Linked DNA regions of Mus musculus: region 2 is linked to region 1. A link is a contact called in public Hi-C data. All regions are on one chromosome and are shown on one strand. The core of a region is the stretch at or near the end of the contact, and the rest is flanking DNA. Distances in the headings are between cores, read along the strand shown. Region 1 overlaps Gm41257 (a long non-coding RNA gene). Region 2 has its middle 180 kb from the start of Gm41258.

Region 1 (4,334 bases), core at 1,000-3,499:
GTAATGTCACATAATGCTGTTATTAATAGGCCATATTTGGACAAGTGCCACATTTGTATTTATATTCTACAATTTCTGGAACGTTAAATGACTAAACTAATTTCATGTTGTGTAAGTAAAACACTATTTGACAACCTTACAGCAGCAAGCAATTTTCCTTAGTTTTTTTTTTTTTTTCTTTTTCTTAATAGTGCCTTCTTTAACTTTTTTTTTCTTCTTTAAGACAGTGAGAGGGAATAAACTTAAAGGTTTGTTATAGTAGCTGGATTGATTAATCAATTGGTCATTTTTAAAGAAGTTATTTTGAGTGAAGGCTTCCAGCAGGAGGATTAACCTGATTAAAAATCAATCAGTTCATACCTTTGACACCTTTCTGCATCAGAACTGAAAATGAAGATTTCCATTAGCTCTTAGAAAGTAAAGATCAATTAAGTAAATTGTTTTTTTTTCCCCCTTCAAAAACTCATGAGGGGAGGTGAATGGGAGAGTATTAAGAGAAGCATCAAGAGGTCTCTGTTGAAAGGCAACAAGTAGTTACCAAGGAAGCAAAAGAGACATCACAACAAACAAACAGCAAGGACAACAACAATAAAACACAAATAAATCTTTTATCATCTGAGAATTGGGAAGTGACATCTGTGAAGAAAGATGTACGGGCCAGACCACCAGCACTAAGAAGACCCAGCCATCTATGGCTTCCGTTTAGTCTGTCTCCTGGCGACTTTCATGTGATTGAAAAGGAGGCTAAAGATGGAAGTTGGTGCCTGGTTTTGGGAATAAGGTGTGAATGCTCCATTGGACAGGGTGTCTGTTATCTAATGATGTTGGGCACTGGGTGTGGGGAAATAAAGGGGTGGGAGAGACCTGTGTCCCACCAGAGCTCGGGAAGATTGCTGCTGGATCCCACAGAACCCCTCGGGATGAGAGTAGGGCCTCACAGGCCACAGAACCCCGCTTCGGGGGATGGTCGGGGGTGTGGGGGGGAGGTGCAGACTCTGACTCTGGGGCACTACAGACTGCTGGGTACCACGGAGGAGCTGGTTTTGGGGTTTCTGGACGCATGTTGCCAGGGACAACAAGTTCTTGCTCTCAGACATCCCAGACCACTGTATGTTGTGGAAGAGCTGAGAACAGACCCTCCCGAAGGGAGGGCAGGGGGAAAGCTCTAGCTGGTTACTGTAGGGATGAGAGAGTCTGGCTAGCTCAGGCTGCTAGCTCAGCAGGCGACTTGGGTTGTCTGATAGCTGTGGCCAGAGCACAGGGAGGCCTCCCAGTGGGAGGTTAGATGCGTGGCTCCTTAGAGGGAAGCCTGTTCCATTGCTCCAGCACGGTGGATCTTGATGAGAAGAGATGGTCCATGCTTTCAAGGTGTTTATTGTAGAAAGGCAGAGAGAGGGAGAAGAGTAGAGAAGAGGGTGGTCATGGCCATGTGGAGAGAGGGGAGAAGTGGGGGGGGGGGGAAGAAGGAGAGCAAAAGGAGAGAGTAAGAGCAAGAGCTTAAGAGAGAAGAGAGAAAGGAGGGGCCAAGCAGCTTCTTTTATAGTGGGCTGGGCTACCTTGTTGTTGCCAGGCAACTGTGGGGAGGAGCATACCTGGCTATTGCCAGGTAACTGTGGGGGTGGAGTCCAGACAGCCTAAGTGCCTGATGGCCACAGAATTATGGAGCTGGGTCCTTGTGTCGGGGGCTTATATCTGGGAGCATGGCAAATGGGCTTTCTGTCCCTTGCAGATTAATCTGTTGGGTCTTTGGGGTTTTAACCTAGCTTGACCAGAAAACAGGCTGCCTTTCATGGTCCCACAACGTGATAGCCTTTGTTCCAGCTTAAAGTTTTAATTAGCACTCTTTTAGTTGATTGCTAATTATTTTATTAATGCACCAAGTATTTTGGCGAGTTCATTGTTGTGAATGTTACTACAAAAAATTTTGGGTATTTTTTTCTAATCAGAGTGGAAACCCATAATGTAGTCACATCTTTTCTTCTTCTTCCTCCTCCTCCTCACCTTCTTCATTTTCTTATTTAATACTTTATTTATTTTTTATGTGTATAAATATTTTGTCTGCATGTGTGTATGTGCATCCCACACATGCTTGGTGAGGGCAGAAGAGGGCATTGGATTTTCTGGAAATGTAGTGCAGTTGCTTGTAAAGTGCCACATAGGTGTTGGGTACCGAATTTGGGTCCTTTGCAAGAGCAGCCAGTGGGCTTAACTACTGAGTCAACACTCCACTGCACTTCCTTATTTCTTATTTCCTTGTTTCATGTGCTCATCATTGTCCTAGTTTGGCTTCTGCTGCTGTGATAAAATGATCTGATCAAAAGCAACTTGGGGGAAAAGGCTTTATTTGGCTTATACTTTCATATCACGGTCCACCATCAAAATGAGGACAGGATTCAAGACAGGAACTTGGAGGCAGGAACTGAAGCAGAGACTATGTTAAAATGGAGCTCACTGGCTTTTTTCTCCATGGCCTACTCAGCTCATTGTTTTTGTATAACCCAGGGCCACCTATCTAAGGGAAGCAGTCGGGCTCTTCCACAGCAATCATTAATCAAGCAAATAACTCACAGACTTGCTTGTAGGCTAATTTGATGGAGACATTTTTCTCAGCCCAAGTCACTGTTCCCAGATGACCCTATCTGTGTCAAGTTGACCAAAAACAAAAAACAAACCCCCCCCAAAACCCAAAACAAAACAAAGCAAAATCTAGGACAATTGTTCTATGAAGACATAAACCTTATATTACCCGGTATAGCACAACCATGTAAATGTAAACTCCCATGTAACCCAGCCAAAATGTATCAGTAACATCTTATGTATCAGGTATGACTTTAGGACCTCATTGAAAATAACACTCTGAGCACTGTATGAGTCTAAATTGTGTCTTCCTTTTTTTCTTCTACCGTGGAACCCAGGGCTGTAGGAGGACTTTAGTAAATGCCTCCTATGGAGACACTTATGCTTGTACTGCCCTGTTACTTCCATATTCATACATAGAAATTTATGTGTGCATATTCATACATATGCATATTCATATATGTATATATTTAAATGAAGTTATACTACTTGAAGGGATGGTACTCTCCCCTGGAGCCGTAGATTATCTAACAAAACCTCCACTGTCAGGCACAGCCACAGGTCCCAAGGATCTTCCAAAACAATGTAAGCTATTCTTGTTACCCTTGGTTGCTTCTCAAAACTCGAAGATAAATCCTATTGCTGAAGGCACCACCTACTTCAGACACAGGACTTTGACAAATCGACCTGGAACTGACTTGCAAGTTTCAACTCTGAGTACCAACTCTCATCTGAAGGTACCATATAAGCTGCCTAGGGAGAAAAGCAACCAATAGTCCAAACCAGTTACAAAGCCCATGAACCACAATAGTGAACACAGCAAGATGCACTCAGAAGTGCAATAGTGGCACTTTTGTCTTAGTGGTAACCAACAGCCACATAATGAGACTTAAGACTTGCTTAATAAGAGGGAATTCATGCCCGGTACTAAAAACCTATTTAACTATCCCCCAAAACTGCATCATAAGATGTAAACTTTGTGGAATATTTTCTGAGTAATAACCATGTTTGATATAATCACATTTCTATAGCATTTCTATATTTCACCTCTGGATATTAAGCTAGAAATGTCTAGTAATACAAACACATAGATGATCTTGACAAGTATAGCTGTGGGAGATTCTCCTACTGCAAAAGTTAAACACACAAGGGTTTTAAGTTTGTCCTACTTCCATGCAATGCTATGTTTTCTAGACAGTTCTTCCTTGAAAACCTAATGGAAATATGTGAAAAGCAACACAGGTACAGATTTTAAACAGCAAATATTCTTTCATTGTATGATTCTTATGATATCAGTACACATTTTTTTTTTCTTTTTACTTCAGTGTCACTAATTCCTCATAGGAGATGACGAAAGACCATTAGTAATGACTAAGTCTGGATTTTTTTTTTCAGAACATTGAAATCAGCCTTTGGGCTGGGGAGGCAACTTAGCTATGCATGCCATGTAAACACGGAAGTCTGAGTTTGAGTATTGGGACCCATATAAGAAGAAAGTTGGCCCCCATATAAGCTTACACTTGTAATCTCAGGGCTAGGGAGGAGGAGATACATACATTGCCAGTGCTCACTGGCTGGCCAGCCTGGCATGCTTAGCAAGTTGCAGGCTTGTTAGAGATGCTGTCTCAGGCAAACAAGGGAGACACCACTTGAGGAATGACTTCTGGTACACATACTCATAACATACTCATAACACCTGAGAACACACACACACACACACACACACACACACACACACACACACACACAGGAAAACA
Region 2 (4,580 bases), core at 570-3,069, 560 kb after region 1:
CAGAAGACACTTTTCAAGAACTGTTCTCGTTCCACCGTATGGGTCCTGGGCATTAACCTTAGGTTATCATGCTTTGTGGCAAATTCTTTTATGCATTGATCCATCTTCCCAGGCAGAGACATCTTACATCTGGGAGAATGTCTCTCTACACACCCATTTTTCTTCTATAAACATTACCTTGTGTTCTAGCTAGCATTTTATGTTCCAGTCCTGTGAGCCAGTGTCATGCAGAACATAAAGCAATTCCACAGGAAAACAAATTACCTAGCAAATGAAGACATGACCCCTGATCTCCCTCTTCCACACATGCATTTATTAGCTTTGGAGAGCTAATGCCACTACTACCCCTCAGCATTTATTTTACATTTTTAATTAAAACATAATTGCATCACTTTCCCTCTCATCCTTCCAACCCCTGCCTCGACCCCTCCATAATCAGCAGTGTAATCGGCTCAGATTTATTACTTAGCACTGCTATCTGTAGCCACCATCACTATCCTAATTCAAATTCTGTCTGGGAAAAAATGAGAAAGATTTGTAACTGAGAAAAAAGTTACTGGATGTCCTGCCTAGTACATCATACTCATAATCATTGAGATATTTTATAGCTCCTAAAAATTAAGAAAACCCGACAAGAATGTAACTGAGTATTATTCCTCAGAAATTTAGTTCATCAGTATTCTGTGGTTAATGACAAACTAATTTTTAAACATTTTTGTTATGTTTGAAAATTTCATACATACATAGAAAGGAATATGATCACATCCACCCATTCCCCACTCCAGCTCCTCCCATATCCCTTCAAAACAACCATTCCAATTTTTCTTTGTTTTGATTTTTTTTATTGTTGTTGTTTTTTGGTTTTTGGTTTTGTTGTTGTTGTTTTTGTTTTTCGAGACAGGGTTTCTCTGTACAGCCCTGGCTGTCCTGGAACTCACTTTGTAGACCAGGCTGGCCTCGAACTCAGAAATCCACTTGCCTCTGCCTCCCAAGTGCTGGGATTAAAGGCATGTGCCACTACTGCCAGGCTCCCATTCCAATTTCATGTCCCGTTAGTGTTGCCCAGTTGTGTATGGGTATGTTAGCATTCACTTGAGCATGGGAAAACTACCACTGCGTACATCGGTAGTAAAAAATGATTTCCTCTCCCTTAAAAAGTAAGCCATTGCCAAAATACTCTTGAATATATGGCTATGCCAAGATTTTGGCTATCCCAGTCCTTTCTAGGTCTTATGCTGGTACCCACAGTTGATTTTGACGTCTTGATTTTGATTGCCCTGTTGTGTCCAGAAGACAGCAATCCTCTGAGTCTTATAATCTTTTCACTTTCTCGTTGGTGGTGTTCCCTGAGCCTTGCAGATGGGGTGGGATTAATGTAGATGTCTATTTAAGGCTAGACTCTGCATCTCCTATTCTTAGGAGTTTGACAAGTCATAGATCTCTCATTGACTTTTGTCTACACACACACACACACACACACACACACACACACACACACACACACACATTTCTCTGAACAAGATTGAAAGCAATCTGGTCTATAGATATAAGTGCTAAGTATTTAGATGGCAATTTGGTAATATTCCCATCTATCAAAATAACAAAATGATTGATCCAGGCCTAGGAGATCGACAGGGATCTTGGTATCAGTCAGAGAAAGCCCCTCTGTTGTTTTTAAACAAAATCTCACTCATTCAATTTTACCAGTAAAGACTTGGCATAGATGCTGGGGTGAAAGCCTGCCACCTTGGAGAGGCAGAGAAAGTACTCAGCTGAAGTTCCTCTTTGGCTTAAGTTCCAGAGGGAAAGGAAGTTCTCCTCCACACAGATCCAACCCCCACTCAAACTCAATATCCCTCCTTTCTACTTCCTTTAAGTCTCTCTATGTGTCCTCCTGACTTCCTCTTACTCTCTATGGTTTTTTCTGTGTTCACTTCCTGTCAACTGGTCACATGTTCTTCCCCTTGACCTCTGGTTGATTTTATTTTATAGTGTTTACAATAAACAGAAAGCTCTTGGATTAAAAGTGTATGCTAAGGATGAGCCACACCACTAGAAACAGAGTTTTATTTTTATTTATTATTATTATTATTTTTTTACATCCAGTAAATGTCAGAGTCTCAGGTTCAAACTGTGACCAAATATCCTTTAACACCCTTTTGTTTTATATGGAAGCATATCTAAAAACCCAAATTGCAAATCTAAGTGAAGGGTGATTAGAATTTGTGTATAAAAGATGGGAGAATACAATGTTAAAGGATTATGTAGTGATAAGGATGGGTAGATAGAGGACATGAGCAGAAAGTTGGTGGTTTGCACAAAACTAAACTTCTATGAAAGCACTTTATGGACTCTGACCAGATAGTAAGCTAATTTCAAACTGGAACTTAAAAGATAGTAACATGTTCAAAAACAAGTAACCTGTATTGGTAGACAATACCACTCTGAGAAGAAGTGTTAATGAATGAAAAAAAAATGCAGTTCAAGTCTAGGATAATGCCACTCAAAGCATTGATCACAGAGACCTCATAGGTCTCAAAAAAAATCACATGCTATGTACATTGCCCCTGGTTATCATATTTCTGAAGACAACATACACTTATAGAAATCAACAGAGAAAAAGAGAAATCCATTGCAAACACCAAACCTTAGCTTTCATGGATCAGGAAGACCATTGAAGACTGGTTACAGAGAAGACATATCAAATATCATACCTGGTTCCAGACCTCCATGACAGAATACTGAATGGCCAGGTAGGGATGTGAAACACGTGTTATTTTCTCAGGAATGCTATGACTGTGTCATACAGCAGTTCTATTCTATGGTTTTTTGGGGGAAGCTTCCAGAACATTTTTCAAAGGTGCTGTGCTAGTTTATGGTCTCACCCATGGTATACGAGAGTCTCATTTTCCACACCCAAGTCAGTATTTGTTATTTGTGTTCCTGAGCTGGCTTTTCTGACTATACTGAGGGGGAATTTTAAATTGGTGTCTATTTGCATTTTTCTGGTGGCTAAGGACATTGATTACTTCAGTAAGTGTCTCCTAGTCATTTGCATTCTTCTGAATTTTCTGCTTAGCTCCATAGCTCATTTTTAATTAAGTTGATTATTTTCTTTTTTCTTTTTTTTATTTAATCTTTTTCTACAGTCCAGAATTTATCCCCCTCTTGGTCCACCCTCTGACTGTTCAACATCTCATACCCCCCCTCAACCCCCACCCCACCAGACCTCCCCATTCCCTAGGGCCTCCAGTCTCTAGAGGGTTAGGTGCATCTTCTCTGACTGAGTCCAGTCCCAGCAGTCCTCTGCTGTATATGTGTTGGGGGCCTCACATCAACTGGTGTATGCTGCCTGGATGGTAGCTCAGTGAGGGCCAGCAAAAAGAATGGAAAGTGGCAACCTTGGGAGGTAGGAGTTAGGGGGACCCTCTAGAATGTACCAGAGATCTGGGATAGGTAAGAGGCTCTCAGGACTCAAAGGGAGGGAACCTAGATGAAATGCCCTACAATGGAGAGAGTAAACAAGTAGAGCCCCCCTACTTCTAGTTGAAAACCCAGGCATAAAGAGGAGGGATGGGGTTGCCATCCCACAGTCAAAAACTCTGACCCAGAGTTGTTTCTGTCTAAAAGAACTACAGGGACAAAAATGGAGAAGAGCCTGAGGAAAAGGAGGTCCAGTGACAGGCCCGAATAGGGATTCCTCTCAAGGGAGGCCCCAAGGCCTGACAGTATTACTGGGACTATGGAATGTTCACAAAAAGGGGTCTATCGTGACTGCTCTCTGAAAGACCCAACAAGCAGCTAAATGAGTCAGATGCAGATATTTTCACCCAACCAATGGACAGAAGCTGATTATTTTCATAATGTTTAGTTTTTGGTTTCTTTGGCCTTGTTTTGTTTTTGATCTACTTGTATATACTGAACTTCAATCATCTGTTGGATGAATAGCTGGCAAAGATATTTTTCCCATTCTGCGAGCTCCCTATTTACCTGGCTCATAATTTTCGTTGTTGCATAGAAGTGTTTTAGTTTCTGAGATCACTTTTGTTGACCTTATTTTTGTGCTATTAGAGTCTTACTCAGAAATTCCTCACCTGTGTTTCTATGTTGAATCATTCTCCATACTGTTTCTTCTAGCAGCTGTAGGATATCAGATTCAATATTGAGGTACTGTATCAGTTTAAAGATGAGAATTTCAAAAAAATTAACAGAAGTACATTTCAAGGTATTCAATGAAGTAGAAAAAGAAGGAAAGCACCCAAAATGTTTTATAACTATTACTATCTCAGCATCAAAATGCAGTAAAGACAAAACAATGGAAAATTTATAGACTGAACTTCCTGTGAACATAGATGCAAAATTTTCCAATCAAATACTGGCATACCAAATTCAAGTTCATATCAAATAGATCATCCAGGCCAAATTAGTTTTATTACAGATATATACGGATGATTTCATATGCAAGAAAATCAATACATGCTATCCATTACATAAACAGACTTAAAGACAAAAATTACAAGATTATCTTATTAGAAACACAAAGTTCAACACCTCTTCCTGATAAATGTCATGGAAAGGAC

Evidence for each region. Hi-C and Micro-C count contacts between places; a contact is called where the count stands out from the background.
Region 2: a Hi-C map of bone marrow-derived macrophages shows a contact between it and region 1, with 16 read pairs. The contact joins two enhancer-like sites. A contact is called at or near these places in 1 of 15 datasets of contacts at CTCF or cohesin (the NIH/3T3 cell line) and 1 of 484 Hi-C or Micro-C datasets (bone marrow-derived macrophages).

The regions. Positions count from the first base shown.
Region 1 is chr15:5,294,927-5,299,260 of GRCm38.p6, forward strand. The region is part of intron 1 of Gm41257 (a long non-coding RNA gene); the gene reads left to right. Among named protein-coding and RNA genes, the nearest start is that of Gm41257, 42 kb to the left of the region's middle. Within about 2 kb of position 2,250, at least 3 of the 459 cell types and tissues checked have an H3K27ac peak or open chromatin away from gene starts, as enhancers often do. A contact at or near this core is called in bone marrow-derived macrophages, where this site is marked.
Region 2 is chr15:5,854,617-5,859,196 of GRCm38.p6, forward strand. No RefSeq gene overlaps it. Among named protein-coding and RNA genes, the nearest start is that of Gm41258, 180 kb to the left of the region's middle. Within about 2 kb of position 1,820, at least 2 of the 459 cell types and tissues checked have an H3K27ac peak or open chromatin away from gene starts, as enhancers often do. A contact at or near this core is called in bone marrow-derived macrophages, where this site is marked.